Linked DNA regions of Sus scrofa: all the other regions are linked to region 2. The links are chromatin contacts, called in public Hi-C and HiChIP or PLAC-seq maps. All regions are on one chromosome and are shown on one strand. The core of a region is the stretch at or near the end of the contact, and the rest is flanking DNA. Distances in the headings are between cores, read along the strand shown.

The links. A called contact is a pair of places that touch in the nucleus more often than the background predicts. HiChIP or PLAC-seq counts read pairs in DNA pulled down with a chosen protein or histone mark.
Region 1: a Hi-C map of liver shows a contact between it and region 2, with 2.6 times the contacts expected there. The contact joins the promoter of NEIL1 here to the promoter of IMP3 in region 2. A contact is called at or near these places in 4 of 5 promoter capture datasets (fetal liver, fetal skeletal muscle and liver), 13 of 47 Hi-C or Micro-C datasets (blood, embryonic fibroblasts, fetal heart ventricle and 9 more) and 2 of 2 datasets of contacts at active chromatin or transcription factors (alveolar macrophages and skeletal muscle).
Region 3: an H3K27ac HiChIP or PLAC-seq map of alveolar macrophages shows a contact between it and region 2. The contact joins the promoter of MAN2C1 here to the promoter of IMP3 in region 2. A contact is called at or near these places in 4 of 5 promoter capture datasets (fetal liver, fetal skeletal muscle, liver and 1 more), 18 of 47 Hi-C or Micro-C datasets (alveolar macrophages, blood, embryonic fibroblasts and 12 more) and 2 of 2 datasets of contacts at active chromatin or transcription factors (alveolar macrophages and skeletal muscle).
Region 4: a contact with region 2 is called in a Hi-C map of liver, with 4 times the contacts expected there. The contact joins the promoter of SIN3A here to the promoter of IMP3 in region 2. A contact is called at or near these places in 4 of 5 promoter capture datasets (fetal liver, liver and skeletal muscle), 20 of 47 Hi-C or Micro-C datasets (alveolar macrophages, blood, brain and 12 more) and 2 of 2 datasets of contacts at active chromatin or transcription factors (alveolar macrophages and skeletal muscle).

The regions. Positions count from the first base shown.
Region 1 is chr7:58,266,802-58,270,509 of Sscrofa11.1, reverse strand. NEIL1 (endonuclease 8-like 1) reads left to right here and starts at 1,509. Exons shown (of 10, transcript XM_013978062.2): 1 at 1,509-1,955; 2 at 3,639-3,708. The coding sequence starts at 3,661. It overlaps LOC102158857 (a long non-coding RNA gene), which reads right to left and starts at 2,053. Exons shown (of 4, transcript XR_304481.3): 1 at 1,407-2,053; 2 at 641-763.
Region 2 is chr7:58,021,445-58,025,074 of Sscrofa11.1, reverse strand. IMP3 (IMP3, U3 small nucleolar ribonucleoprotein) reads right to left here and starts at 1,707. Exons shown (of 1, transcript NM_001243292.1): 1 at 579-1,707. The coding sequence starts at 1,661. The coding sequence ends at 1,107.
Region 3 is chr7:58,245,827-58,249,257 of Sscrofa11.1, reverse strand. It overlaps MAN2C1 (alpha-mannosidase 2C1), which reads right to left and starts at 1,994. Exons shown (of 26, transcript XM_005666137.2): 1 at 431-1,994; 2 at 40-165. The coding sequence starts at 531. SIN3A (paired amphipathic helix protein Sin3a) reads right to left here. Exons shown (of 23, transcript XM_021099023.1): 23 at 3,132-3,431.
Region 4 is chr7:58,170,218-58,173,890 of Sscrofa11.1, reverse strand. SIN3A (paired amphipathic helix protein Sin3a) reads right to left here and starts at 2,070. Exons shown (of 23, transcript XM_021099023.1): 1 at 1,802-2,070.

The DNA of each region.
Region 1 (3,708 bases), core at 260-2,759, 250 kb before region 2:
ACAGCAGAAACACAACACTAAAAATCAACTATACTTAAATAAAATTTTTAAAAATCCTTTCTTGCTAAAAAGTACTAACCATCATCTGATAATGCAGGATTACCACAAACTTTCAATTTTTTTTTTTAAAAAGGAATATCTATGAAGCATAGTAAAATGAGGCATACCTGTGTGTGATACTGGCAAAACCACAGTAACAGAAAAACAGATCAGTGGTTGCCCAGTGAGTACCATGGAAGTATTAACTAAAAAAGTACATGGGAGTTCCCTTCATGGCTCAGCATGTTAAGTATCTGACTAGTATTCATGAGGACACGGGTTCGATCCCTGGCCTCACTCAGTGGGTTAAGAATCTGACACTGCCATGAGCTGTGGTGTAGGCTGGCAGCTATAGCTCTGATTGGACCCCTAGCCTGGGAACTTCCAAATGCCACTGGTGTGACCCCCAAAATAAATAAATAAAGGAGTGCATGGGCAAATTCATATGTGAGTATACGAATTTGTCAAAACTCACACACTAAAAAAGATGAATTTTACTATAGGTAAATTTTACGTTAATTTAAACAAAAAAAGACCAACAACAACAAAGAAATGAAATCAACCCATAGATTACTTAGTGGTTATAAGGTGTGAAACATACCTTTACAATGCAGAAGTCTGGCTGTCACAGCCTCATCAGTGATCAACTTCAGCCTCACTAAAGTGAGACAACCAGATGTTGTGTGCCTCCTTATCTGATGCAATTTGGAGAACACGGCAGCACCTAGGAGATATATGTTATCTTCGAGCCTTTAGATCTAATTTCCTGGTGTGCAGGGAAAACCACAGATAGAGGAACAAATTAATGACACCCAATGAAACATCAGATGAATCCAGAATGTGATGGGGCATCTCAGAGACAACTGGCTTTGATTCTTCACAAAGGTCAGTATCATGAAGACCAGAAAAAGGGAGGTGAAGTGGGTAGGGTGAGTCTAAATAGATTAAAAATGACTAAAGAGAAATATAATCCTTGTTTGGACTCTGCCTTGAACTTGAAACTAGCTATAAAGACATTTTGTGGACAATTAGGAAAATCCAAAGGTGGGCTACATATTAGATGATATTAAGAAGTTATTGTTAACTGTTAGGTTTGATAACAGTACTGTGGCTTTGTAGGATATCGCTTTCTAGAGATGTATGCCTAAATTTTAGGGGTGAAATGTCATAATTTGTCAATTTACTTTAATATACTTGTCAAAATAAATGGAAAAACAGATGAAGGAGAGGAAGTAGGAGTATGAAGGGAGCAAATCCAGGCTGTGGGTAAGGCACCAGCACCCACTACATGTAGGATGAAATGCAAACTCCTTACAGATACTTCCAGAGGCCAGACCTGATCTGACCTTGCTTGTGTCTGTCCTCACCTCCCAGCACTGACTTCAACAGCAGGGGCCTGCTGTAGTAGACCAATCGCTTTTTGGCCTCTAGGCCTCTTTACTGGCAGTTCCTTCCACTCGCGGTACTGAGTGTCCCCTTTCTTTGCCTTGCTCAGATGGCTTGCTTCTGAGGTTTCAGCCTAAATGTCATCGCAGAGAGCCCCTCCCCCACATCGGAAGTGGGTTCTGCTTCTCAGGGCCCCTACTTTTTGCTGCTTCGCTGCATTTCCCACCCCACAGGTGGTGATGATGTTTTTGTTTTTGTTGTGTCTGAGCTGATACTTAGGCCCACCATCGGTCCCTAGAACTGCATTTTTTTTTCCGAGCACCTGTTCCCACCCTGCGCACAGCTGCAGACGCCTCTGCTTCGGTTCAGTTGCTACTGTTCCCTGCCCGGAGCGCTGAGCTTGTCCGGGACTAGCCGGGTGGCTTCCCTCAGCCACAGAAACAGCAGCAGCTCGGGCCCTCACGCCTGACCCCGGACCCTGCCGTCGCTGGGCAGCGGGAAGCCAGGTTCTTCTGCCACCTCCCGGCCAGGTGACTACCCCAAAGCTTTTCCCACCTCCTAGGCTCCCCAGTTTGGGGACCCCATCCTGAACAGTCTCTGCCACCTGCCTGAGGAACTACACTTCCCAGCGGGCGCTGGAGCAGCGACGACGGCTCCCAGCGTGCTCCTAGGCGCAGCTCCGCCCCCGGCCTTAACCCCGTAGTGACTGCCAGCTGGCGCGGAGGGGCGCAGGTAGCCTCCGGCGGGAGTGGGGGTGTCTGTGCAGCAGAGCCGAGGAGAGGACGGGATTGGGGGCCTTGGGAAGGACGGAGCCAGGGTTAACCCAGGACAGGTGGGGGCAGGGAGGGGTGGATGGAAGAGTGGGTGGGAGGCGAGCCTTAGATTGCCGGTCCCTGGAGAAATTAGGAACTTGGAAGTTCACCTTTTCCAGCGAAACGGGGCGGCGCTGAGGGTGGGGGTAGGCGAGGGCAAAGGAGTCTGCCCTGGCTAAATGCCCCCCTCCGCCCAAAACACACCTTCGTCTTCGATCTCGCAACGCACTGGAGAAGGGGCAAGTGGCAGACTTTCCTCCCTCAGCCAGGTGGGAACTGGCCACGGTGAGGGAGTCCGCCTCTGCCTCTCTCTGCCGAGGCGCTGACTTGGGCGGTTTCCTATTCCCCTCCGGACCACAGCCTGGAGCTTGGGGAGCCCTTCCTGATGCCTCTGGCCACCTGCCTCGGAGTCCTGTGGACCTGACTCCAGTGCTGATGTGCCTGGACATCCATGCATTCACTCTTCCTCGTCCTCGCTATGGTGCTGATCAGTGGGTGGTGGCAGGCTCGTCCTCACTGCTGGCTGAGCCTCTAAACATCGGACTTTCCAGCTCTTATCTTCCAGGCGCGGACATCTCCTCAGCCACTGTGGCAACAGATGCAGGCCCAATTCCAAGCTGTGGGGTGATGAGAAAGTAGAGTTTCCACTCAGGGGTGGAAGTGGAGGTAGAGGCAGACAAGAGACAATGGAATTATTTCAGGTTCTAGGAGTGCCAGGAAGAAAGGAAGACGTGTAGGGGGTTGGGGGGAGGGCCTCTCTTAAGTGTTCTCAGAGGGGACAGCTGGGTCAAAGGCAGGGGGGGAGGGGGAAGACGAGTGTGCTTGGAGCAAGTGAGTAGGGGGAGCCTGGGAGAAAATGAGATGACAGTATGGGCCCAAGGAAGGATCTGGACTTTATTCTAAAATCAGCATGAATTCATGGAAGCTTGAGGAAGATGTTAATGAGCTCCCCAGTGTCCTGAGCTTTCTCAGCATTTTCTGATGAGGGCCAGGGGCTGTGGCCAAGCCAGCTGACTCTCCTGCCAACCCCAGTTGACCATGGCCCCTCCTTTTCTTTTTTCTTTTTGGCTTTTTAGGGCCACATTGGGGGCACATGGAAGTTCCCAGGTTATGGGCCAAATCGGAGCTACAGCCACTGACCTAGCCACAGCAACTCAGGATTTGAGCCACAACTTCGAACTGTACCACAGCTCATGACAATGCCAGATCTACTGAGCGGGGTCAGGGATAGAACCGTGTCCTTGTGAATAGTGATCAGGTTCGCTGACCGCTGAGCCTTGAAGGGAACCCCCAACCATGGCCCCTTCTGACGCTCTGGGTTCTCCTATGAAAACTGGGAGTGTTAATTCCTACTTCACTTGGTGCACACCTGGCCCAACCTGTTGTCATCCTACCCCACAGGGCCTGCCACCCGTCCCACAGAATGCCTGAGGGCCCTGAGCTGCATCTGGCCAGCCACTTTGTGAACGAA
Region 2 (3,630 bases), core at 458-2,957:
TTCCTCCACTGTCGTCAGGCTAGGTTCCCTGATTCCCAATCCATCCATGGCTTCTCTATAAAACCCACCCCAACTGAGAATTAGAATTCACCTTTGTCTAAACTAAAGGCTGGGCAGGGAGTGATGCTGGGCTGTGATGGGCAGAGGTGGTCCAGGTTCTGCTCTGGGCAGGCAGCCCTGGGACCTCTGGAGGGCCCCACTCCTAAGACTATCTAAGTTTCCAGGAACCTCCTGGGCCACTTCTAACCACTAGATGGCCAAGCTACAGGGTGATTATTTCCTTAGGCAAGCAAACACTTCAGCCCTCTAATGCGGTATTTCCTGGACTTGGAATGTCAACAGGAAGCCCTGTGGGGAAGGCCTCTGCCAAAACACTCATTCCAAGGAAGGGATTGGTAAACTAACAAATTTGTCCAGCCTTGTACAACATCCTGCAACCTCCACACGCAGGCCCTACTGCTGGCCTCAGCCATAGGCAGATCGCTGCTGTCACTATTCCTCTTCTCTGGGTTCCTGAACCAAGGAGACCTATAGATGTGACCCTATGTGAGAAAACAAGAAAAAATGTACACTTTAACGGTAGTTAAGCCATTTATTGGCATTAGGAGAGCATTCCTTTAAACAAGAAAAAAAGACTCAGAACACTAAAATATCACCCATTTTATGAAAACTTGAGACCAAACTCTCCAACATCTGTACACAGCTTAATCAAGAAGAGGAGTAAGAATTCGAGTTAAATAAGTTAAACCAAACTGTCCTACAAGAAGATGAAAGGGAAATGTAGGGGTGCCCCCCCCCGCAAAGTCCTTTCTTTCACACTACGATGTTTCAGGTACCAAAATCTAACAACTCCCCAGTGAAGCACAAAACCGCTTCTCATGGTCTCTAAAGGCAGTCATTTAATTCTAAATCGTCCAAAGGCTAAGAAAAATTCGTGGAAAACGGGCGTACCCTTTGGCTCCGCGCGTGGCTTGTAGCTGAGGAGCCAAGTTCTTAATAACCGACGACTAGCTGACACACTTCTGGGAGAGCGTCCTCACAGAATCTCAGGCATCAGGTCTGGGCTTCTGCATCTATAAAATGCCGTCCTAGGGAGGGAGGACCCGCTAGGCTTCCAGATCGAAGTCGTCACGCTCCTCATTGTACTCCAGCACGTGCCGCTTGATCTTGGACGAGTCAACCCAGGTAACAAAGTCCTCCATGCTGCGCGTGACAAGGAAGGCGGGATCCGTGACCACGTCGGGGCCCACGCGCACGTGGCCCTGCTCTACGAAAGTCACGGCGGCCTGGAGGTGTTGAGCCATGCGCAGCTTAAGGAGCACCGTGGGCAGGCGGCGGCGGCAAAAGGACGAGGCAGTGACGAAATCGCATAGTTCCAGCGACCCGCGCGTGGGCACTAGGCCGAGAGCATACAGCTTGTCCAGCAGCGCTGCCGAAGCGCGCACGCGAAAAGGGTCCCGCTCCGGCAAGTCCCGCAGGCGCCGCGCCAGTTCGCGTACAGCACGGCTCAGTTGGTTGTAGCGCGTGTAGTCCTCCCGCCGCTGCAGCCGATAACGCCGCAACACGCGAAGCTCATGCAGGTTATGGTCGGTGACCTCCCAGTTTAGGAAGTCCACCTGCTTCAGCAGCTTTTGCTCGTGGAACTTAAGCTTCCGCACCATGATGGCGGCTCCGATACCGCTGGACCAGAGGCTCAGAGCGTGTTCCGGAACCCGAGCGACTTCCGCCCCCGCATGCCAAGCCCGGGCCACCCTGGGAACTCTGAGCCAATGAAAGAAAGGCTCGGTGCCACGCCCCCTATTTCCATTGGTCAAAGTGGAGTCACGGCCCTGAGTCCGTATCTCGCGTTTTTCTCCGCGTTCTCCAAGAGAAGCCGGGCAGAACTGCTGACGGAGGCAGGGGGCGGTCCCGAGGCAAGGCTGAGCGGTTTTAAGTTGCAAATGATTTACCACCTGGTGCTGTAATAGTTTCCTCTCTTTAAGACTTTTGCCATTCAAGGGATCTCAAAGTCTCTCCCACAAGAGCAAAAGAGACCAGTTCCGGGAAAGACGGAAGACTGCCGCTCTAGTTTGATCTACTGTGCTAATTGATCGTTGTGTGTGTGGCGGGGTCCTCCCACCTTGGTGGGGGGTGCTTCCTGGAGCAGGCCAGGGCTGACCCGGTATCTCCACCGCCCACGAACCCCAGGTTAATCACCAAGTGGGCGGAGCAGTTTCTTTCTGCCAAGTGGGGCTGGAATCCACCTAACCTATGAAATACTGATTCCCAGGTTGCTTCCTACATGGACTGAATCGGATCGACACAGGAGTCACCTAGAAATCTGTATTTTTATTATTTTTTTGTCTTTTTGCCTTTTCTAGAGCTGCTCCCGCGGCATATGGAGGTTCCCAGGCTAGGGGTCTAATCAGAGCTGTAGCCACCGGCCTAGGTCAAAGCCACAGCAACGCAGGATCTGAGGCCGCGTCTCCGGATCCTTAACCCACTGAGCAAGGCCAGGGATCGAACTGCAACCTCATGGTTCCTAGTTGGATTCCTTAACCAAGGCACCACTACGGAAACTCCCAAAATCTGTATTGTTAACAAGAATGACAGGTGATTCATAAAACCCAGTAAGTTTGAAAAGCTTGGATAGTAAGTACAAGTCCTGACCCTTTAATCTCGGCTCAAGCGAAATAGCTTGTCAGGGTGGATTTCTGGTCCCAAGTATTTAGTTAACAAGTTTAGCACATTTTCGGCTGGCAATATCTGTTTTATCTCAGTATAGCGTTAAAATAAAATTTAAAAAATCTTAGTGTAGTGCTACAGGACTAACCTCTTTATTTGCTCAAGACTTTGACGCCACCTAGCTTCTTCGCTGATCATTGTGGGTTTTTTATGCTTTTTATTTTTTTAAATAAAGTATTTGACATATGGAAAATACTGTATGTAACATATGTAAGATACAAAGTATAATGAGTACTTAGGGACCCACAGCCAGTATAAGGGTCACTAGGACCACCTCATCTACCTATTCCAGCCACTCTCCCGGCCAGAGGTAAAGGTAGCTACTCTCCTCAATTTAGTGTTTATTTTTACCCTTCATTTAAAAAGAAAAATAGGGGAGTTCCCGTCGTAGCGCAGTGGTTAACGAATCCGACTAGGAACCATGAGGTTGCGGGTTCGGTCCCTGCCCTTGCTCAGTGGGTTAACGATCCGGCTTTGCTGCGAGCGACCCGGCTCAGATCCCGCATGTTGCTGTGGCTCTGGTGTAGGACAGTGGCTACAGCTCCGATTCGACCCCTAGCCTGGGAACCTCCATATGCCTCCGGAGCGGCCCAAAGAAATAGCAAAAAGACAAAAAAGTAAATAAATAAATAAAGAAAGAAAGAAAGAAAAAGAAAAAGAAAAACAGTTTTATTATTGTAAATGCATCCCTGAAAACCGTCTCACTCAGAGTGTAGCCTGAGGATCAGCAGAGATCTATTGGAAATGCAGAATTTCAGGCCCCATTCCTGACCTACAGAATCAGAATCTACTTTTAATCAGATATCAAGGTAATTTGTACACATACATTTGAGAAGTGTTGCTTAGAAGACATGGCATCATGTGGAGTTTATTATACATGGCTGCAGTTGCTTTTTTTTTAACTGC
Region 3 (3,431 bases), core at 745-3,244, 220 kb before region 2:
GGTGTGGCCCTTACGGCCCTCCCTCTGGGCGTTACCTACGTGGGTCCGAAGCTGTCTCCGACCTGCGCGGGGCGGAAGTCCTGCTGCACTGCCTCCTGGTAGGGAAGCCTTTCCGGCGTCAAGAAGCTGGAGAGCTCAGCTACTGGACAGCTGTCTCCGAAGAGCCTGGGCGGGAGGGGCCGGTGAGCGCGCGCCCACGGGCCAGCTAGCGGGTAGGGACGCGCTTCCATTTACTGCCAAGAGGGCTGCCCCACATCACACCCTCCTCACCTGACCCAGCCCTGACACCAGCGGGTACTTGTCCACTTTGCCTCTCCGCCCGGGTGGCGGCTGAAGCTTGAGGGCCTCCCCCCGCCCCCGCGCCCCGCGAAGGCTAAGATGCGTGGAGCGCGGATGTGGGAGGCTGGCGCCATGGGCAAGGGGGCCATACCTGCCCCGGAGGTTACAGTCGGTAAAGTAAACCGGCGACACGAATTTCTCCACCCGTTCCAGCGTAGTGCGCCAGTGCTTCACGGCCGGTGCCGCCGCCATGGTCGCGCGCTTACCCCTCTTCCCGGAAAGCCCCAGGTGCTGTCCGCGCCGTCCCTGGCCTGGAACCAAAGGTTCCGACTTCCAAAGGGCGCCTTCCAGGCCCCGGGCAGCTTTTCTTGGAACACCGGAGGCTCTCTGAAGCCCCGCTGCTTTTAATTTTGAGCAGGAGCTGAACGCTAAAAGCTGTGCTTCCGAGGCTCTCCCTTCTCCTCCTAGCTGGTGGCTGCCGGGCAAATCCCTCCCTAAATAAAGTGAGAAGTTTGACGCTGATTCTGCGAAAGGCCAGGGACAGAGACAGGCACGATGGCCAGGAGGTCACCCAGTCTCAAAAGCTACAAGCGGGCACCACCCTTGCCCTCTGGTCCCAGTCCAGACCTCTGGCTACCCAGGAAAACCTGCGTTCGCTTAACGTGGAAAGAGCCTGGTGCATTCAAGCCAACCAGCGGGCAGGTGTTTAATGAGGGAGGGCTCTGCACCCCAGTAACCTCAGCTTCCTCTACTACATGTTTTATTTCATGTGTAAGGGTAACTGCTGCCCATCACCAGAAACTGAAATTTTGAGATGGCAGATCACAGACGTAACAATCATGATTCTAAGAGAGTGATACATTTCCCTTCATGGGACTGACTTGTTTAGAGAAGCCATAATTCCAGAAACACCAATTTCATCCTCGTGTTAACTCTGGTTATCTAATGGCAGCGTTTTTCCCCCTCCTAGGACTACTAGAGTCCTTGTCTGTAAAACCATTAGGAAAAAAAGAATATACACAACATGAGCCCTAATGTTTTAATGGAAACACTGACCAAGTCAGGTTTACAGTATTTCAAATGCGAATAGTAGGGAAAGGTAACTAAGTACAGAATACCAAACGTGATTTAAAATATGGATATAACCCTGGAGTTCCTGATGTGGCTCACAGGGGAAACGAACCCAACTAGGAACCATGGAGTTGCGGGTTCGATCCCTGGCCTCACTCAGTGGGTTAAGGATCTGGCATTGCTGTGGGCTGTGGTGTAGGTTGCAGACATGGCTCCAATCCAGTGTTGCTGTAGTTGTGGTGTAGGCAGGCAGCTGTAGCTCCAATTGTACCCCTAGACTGGGAACTTCCATGTGCTGTGGGTACGGCCCTAAAAAGCAAAATAAATAAATAAAAATATCAACTTGCTGCTGTAAGGTAGGCTGAGTTGAGCTTGGGGCTCAGATGTCAGAAGGCAGTAGGTTTTAAAAAACTGCTTGTGGGAGTACCCACTGCAGCACAGTGGAAGCAAATCCAACTAGTATCCATGAGAATGCGGGTTTGATCCCTAGCCTTGCTCAGTGGGTTAAGGATCCGGCGTTGCAGTGAGCTGTGGTGTAGGTGGCAGGTGCAGCTTGGATCCTGTGTTGCTGTGGCTGTGTTGTAGGCCGGCAGCTTTAACTCCAATATTACCCCTAGCCCAGGAACTTCCACAGGCCGTACATGAGGCCCTAAAAAGCAAAGAAAAAAAAAAGAACAAAAAAGTACTGCTTTCTTTGTGCACTGATAAGTTGGGGTTTTCTCAACTGGCCCCGAAACCCTATCCTAACCTGCAAGCAGCTGCTCTGGGCATAACCCTATGCAGAGACAGCAACAGCTGGGGCTGCCCTGGTCAGGTCTCATCAATTTCAGTTCTAAGTCATCATGATCTTTCTTAAGCGACCAAAGGGGGACAGATAAGTTATTGCTGAGGAAACCTGAAGATCCTTCCCCACAATCACTGCCCCAGCTTCACCAGAGAATCTCCTCCCCCAAAGCTGTTTTGCCACCCTATACTTTTGGGCTCAGAGACTCCTGTAATTGTCCTGCCCCTCCACTGCCCACGCTCCACAACAAAAAAATCTAAAATCGGAAGTCTACTCTGTGTTATAAAAGTCCAGAGCCAAAATATGTGGTTTAATGATGGTGATGTTGGGGATTTTCAATTAAACAAAACCACATAAAACACTGTCAGTTACTTTACTGACATGACTAGGGTGATAATGGTTGCTGGAGAAAAATCCATCAGAGTACTGGGAGAGGCTCAGCTGGTCTTTGTTCACAAAGTCCAGGCTGACCACATATAAAAATCCTAATCACTCATATTTAAATATCTGCCAGTGAAAATTTATGTAATTAAAAAAATTATGTATATTCCATTTGCAGCTGCTAATGAAATGTATCAAATTTCCCTCAACTCCATTTATAATCACACACTTCTTTCAAATACTGGTTTGGTATTTAAGTTGTTCACCCCCATTTCCAATAGGAATAAAAAAAATAGAAGTGCAAACTACATAGCTGAACGACTTGCCTAGGTATAAAATATTTCCAAACAGTTGAAATAGGGGGAACAGTGTGTACTAAAAGAATAATTCTGTACTAAAATAAATGAATAATTCTATTTTCTTTTTATGGTCACGCTGTGGCACATGGAAGTTCCTGGATCAGGGGTCGAATTGGAGCTGCAGTTGCTGACCTATACACAGCCACGGCAATGTGGGATCCTTAACCCACTAAGCCAGGCCCAGGATTGAACCCATATCCTCATGGACAGTGTGAGGTTCTTTACCCGCTGCGCCATCAAAGGGAACTCCTGAATAATTCATTTTAAAAATCCGAGATATTTTTATTTGGGACAAATGCCAACTGACTGATATTTAAAGCAAAATCCTATTTGTATCGTAGATAAGGAACTGAAGCCCAGATCCCTGCTTCACAATAGTTTTCTGGTGAGGACAAGGGAGTTTATTCCTTAAGTACGAACCAAGCTTTATTTATTTACAAAAAAAAAAAAAAAAAAAAAAAAAAAAAAATTGGGGGCAAGGAAGAAGACAAGTTTTACACAAAAGTACTACAACGGTAACTCCCTTTGGTAAAAAGTGTAATAAATGTCTTGTACAT
Region 4 (3,673 bases), core at 821-3,320, 150 kb before region 2:
CTCTCCCCGCCCCCCTTGCCTAGGGCTTCAAGCCCGGGACTTCCGGGCGGGAGGACAGTTCGAAGGAGCAAGGCGGGCCTCACACATGTGCTGAGCGCGCACACACGCTAGGGAGGGGGCGGGGAACAGGGTGGACTTCCCCCTCCTAGCTCGATCCGCCGGAGGAGGAGGGGCTATATATGCCACCAATCAGGAGTAGGGGCGGGACCTTGCGCCTCACGTAAGCCGCAGGAATCCTCCCTCCGCCCTTCATGGAAAAAAATCCTAGCAACTTAAACTCCAGCCCGGCCTCCGATAGGCGGAGCTCGGGAGAATGTCATCCAATCAACAACCGAGAAGGAAAAAAGGGAGTCTCTCCCAGCCAGTGGAAGACAAGAGAAGGCGGGCCCTCTTGAGGAGCCCGAGATGGGTGGAAGAGAGAGAGAGAAAGGCCCCGCCCCTCAGCTCCGCTCCCAGCCGGTTGCACAAGCCGTCGCGGGAGTAGATAGTAAACAGGGTAGGCCAAGGAGTGGAGGCAGGGGCAGCCTAGCGTTCCGTGGGCCCGGGCCCCTGCGCCCCCTCTCGCGGCGTCGCCCCGCCCGACTTCGGCGTTTCGCGCCGGCGCCCCGCCTCCCAACCCGCGGCCGCCATCCCGGCTGACAGGCGCGCCCCCCGCGCCCCTCCCCGCACGCTGATGCATTTCCTTTTCCCGATTCTGAGCGTGGAGACTGTTTTCCCAGTTTCCGACCTTCACTGCCCCTTTCAGGCCACCCCCTCGTGGGCGCGCTCACACGCCTGCGTCCCCGCCTCCACCCCATCCGCAAGCGAGGAGCACGACCGGGGGATGGGAAGGGAGCTGCCGCCGCCTTGGGGTGGGCGGGGAAGGAGGCAGCTCCATGTTTGCAAGGGGATCAGCTGGGGCCGTGAGTCGAAGCCGCCGAGTTCCTGGAGGTTTTCCACACCCCCGGGCCGTGTTCCGGCGCCGAATGCTGGCTCTACTGCCACGGCCCGGGAGTTCGGAGAACCCAGACCGGCGCATGGGGCTAGTGCCGAGGTGCGGGGGCTCTTTCCGGTGGCTTCCCCCGGCTGCCCCTCCCGCAAGTCCGGCGTTGCCCCCGCCCCCAGAGTCCATAACAACCGCGGGCCCTAGGCACCCGCGCCTCTCCTGAGCGCGCCCACCGCCCCCTCGGACAAGTTTGCAGACAGAAACAAAACCCTCGGGCGGCTGCCGCCTTCGCCCAGCGTCGTTAGCGGGGAAAGCCACGGGCCCCGGCTCCCTTGCTAACTCCAGCTCTCGACCAACTCCGGGCGCCGCGGACTCAGTGGGCCCGGCCAGCCGGGCTCAGGCCGCCGCCCCCTGCCGAGCCCGCGCGCCGCAGCCCAGGCCTGGTTCCAGTCGGTGTACGGAATCTCCCCTTTTTTCTTCTTTACAATAATTTTTTAAGGCATTCCAGGAGCGAGGAGGATCTCCTCCTGCTGGCACCTTACCCAGTTCGCCGCCGAAACCTACCGAAACCGGCCGCTCGGTGAAATAAACTAGGCAGCACGGCCGGCACACTGGCGACCCCAGGCCGGGCCGACCCCCTCCCCACGGATCCGGCCGGGCTTGGAAACACACTGGCGAGCGGGCGGCGCCAAGAGCTCTCCTTCCTGGCCTGCCCCTCGCCTCCCTCGGCCGCCGGACTCCAAGCTCCCCTAGCTCCGTCCCAGGACCCGTTGCGCCGGTACCAGGGCGCACTGGCCGAAGCGACCGGCTGGTGAACTAGCCCCCCAAAACGCCCAAGATTGGGGAGACCAAATTAAAAGCAGCTGTTTAACATACCTTCCGAGCCAGGCGAGGAGTCCTGAATGGGGGGGAACGCCCCCCACGGGCCATTGGCTCCCCGCTGCTCTCGTCAGTCATCCTGGGCCCGCCTCCCCGCCTTGCTCCACCTCTTCCCCTTCATTGAACGCCCCCTCCCTCCAAAAAAAAATCCAAATAAATAGATTAAAGTATCCGTGAGTGTGAGCCGCATCTGTGACAGAGGACCCTATATCGAAGGTACCGCCGCTTCGAATTTCTTGAGGCCTTTGGACTGGAAGGAGACCTACTGTGACTCGGAGATCCTCTGGGTGGACACGGAGGAGGAGCTAGCCGGGCTACCCAGCCCCTACTTCCTTCACACACACACCCCATTTGGAACTGAGCAGAGGGAGGCGGGTAGGGATACCCTAGCGACTGGCTGCAATGTCCCGACTCCCCTGGCTGTGTAACCTAACCGTGGACGGCCCATTTTCTGTTAGGCGACTGCCTAAAAATGAACGGTGTAATTGGAAAGTCGTATGTTCCGGGCAACAGGCACTTGCCTGAGCACTTTCTGGGGTGAGGCAGACAGAGTCATACCGCACCTGCTGCTTGGGTGCGATTACAGAGACTGAATGAGATGCTCACTCTGCACTATCCAAGGACTCCAGATCTATCTACCTGAGGAGATGCTACAGAAAGAACTAAGGCAATGCAGAAATGTATATATAAATAGACATCCACAGAATCTCGGAGCAAGGAGCTTCTTTCTGAGGAAAAGTGGTAAAGTCTTCCTGGAGGAGGTGGCACGCAAGTTGGGTCTTAAAGATTTCATCAGGCGGAAGTGGAGGGGCAAGTCATTTTCAGCAAAGGACACATAGAGGTGAATGCAAAATATTAAGAAACACTAAAAGTGTGGCTGTAGTCATGAAAATCAGGTTTGGAAAGATGGAGTCAGAGAACAGAACACTATACTACCTTGTTAAAATTCTCAGGCTTGCACAGCAGAATGTGCAAGCAACATGACTGGTCACAAAATCACGGGCCCAAAACTATGGTTTAAGATGCTCAACATCCCAGCAGCTGGATGGATTCTGAGGGTAGGTTGAATGAAGCGTGCCTGCAGGCAGGAAAGTGAAGCAGAAAGGCTGTTGTAATAATGGGTTTGGAGATTACAGAGTTACATATTCTGGTGGGAGGGGTGGGTGGAGAGAGCCAAGAGGTTTCATCTCTCTCCAAGCCCCCAATCCAGAAACCCTTCCCTATCAGCAGTCCTCACATCAAAACTCTGCCTCACATGCCTCTGTGAATCATTTGTAGTGTTTTTGTCATAACTTTACACCAAAAGAGTTTTGGCAGGGGTAGCAGGGACAGAGGCTACCCCACATATCACCAAGCCTGGGGCCAGGGTACACAGTGGGTGAGGAAGAAAGACTTATTGATTGATGGATCCAGGTAATTCATGTGAATGATGTAGAATGTGCAGAAAGTGAAGGGCCTTAAAGTCCTGTGAGCAGAATGGGAGTCTGCTGCCAGTTAGGCTATCCCAACAATTCAGGTGAGATGTAACGAGGACTTGACCAGGGCTGTGGCTATGGGTAAGCAAGAATACAAATGGAGAACTGCAGTGGCTTGGGTGCTGTGGAGACACTGGTTCAATCCCCTGTAAGTACAGTGGGTTAAAGGATCCAGCATTGCTGCGGCCGCAGTATAGGAGTCAGTCCCTGGCCCAGGAACTTCCACATGCATGGCTGTAGCCGAAAAGAAATTTTTTTAGTAAAAATAAAACCAGAGAGATGTGGTTGAGAAAGACTGAAGACTACTGGGTGACCGATTCAGTGTGGGTAATGGAGGGAAAGGAAGAGTCAGTGGCAGTGACCTGGTGCGTGAAAAGGTAGAAGACCTTGAGGC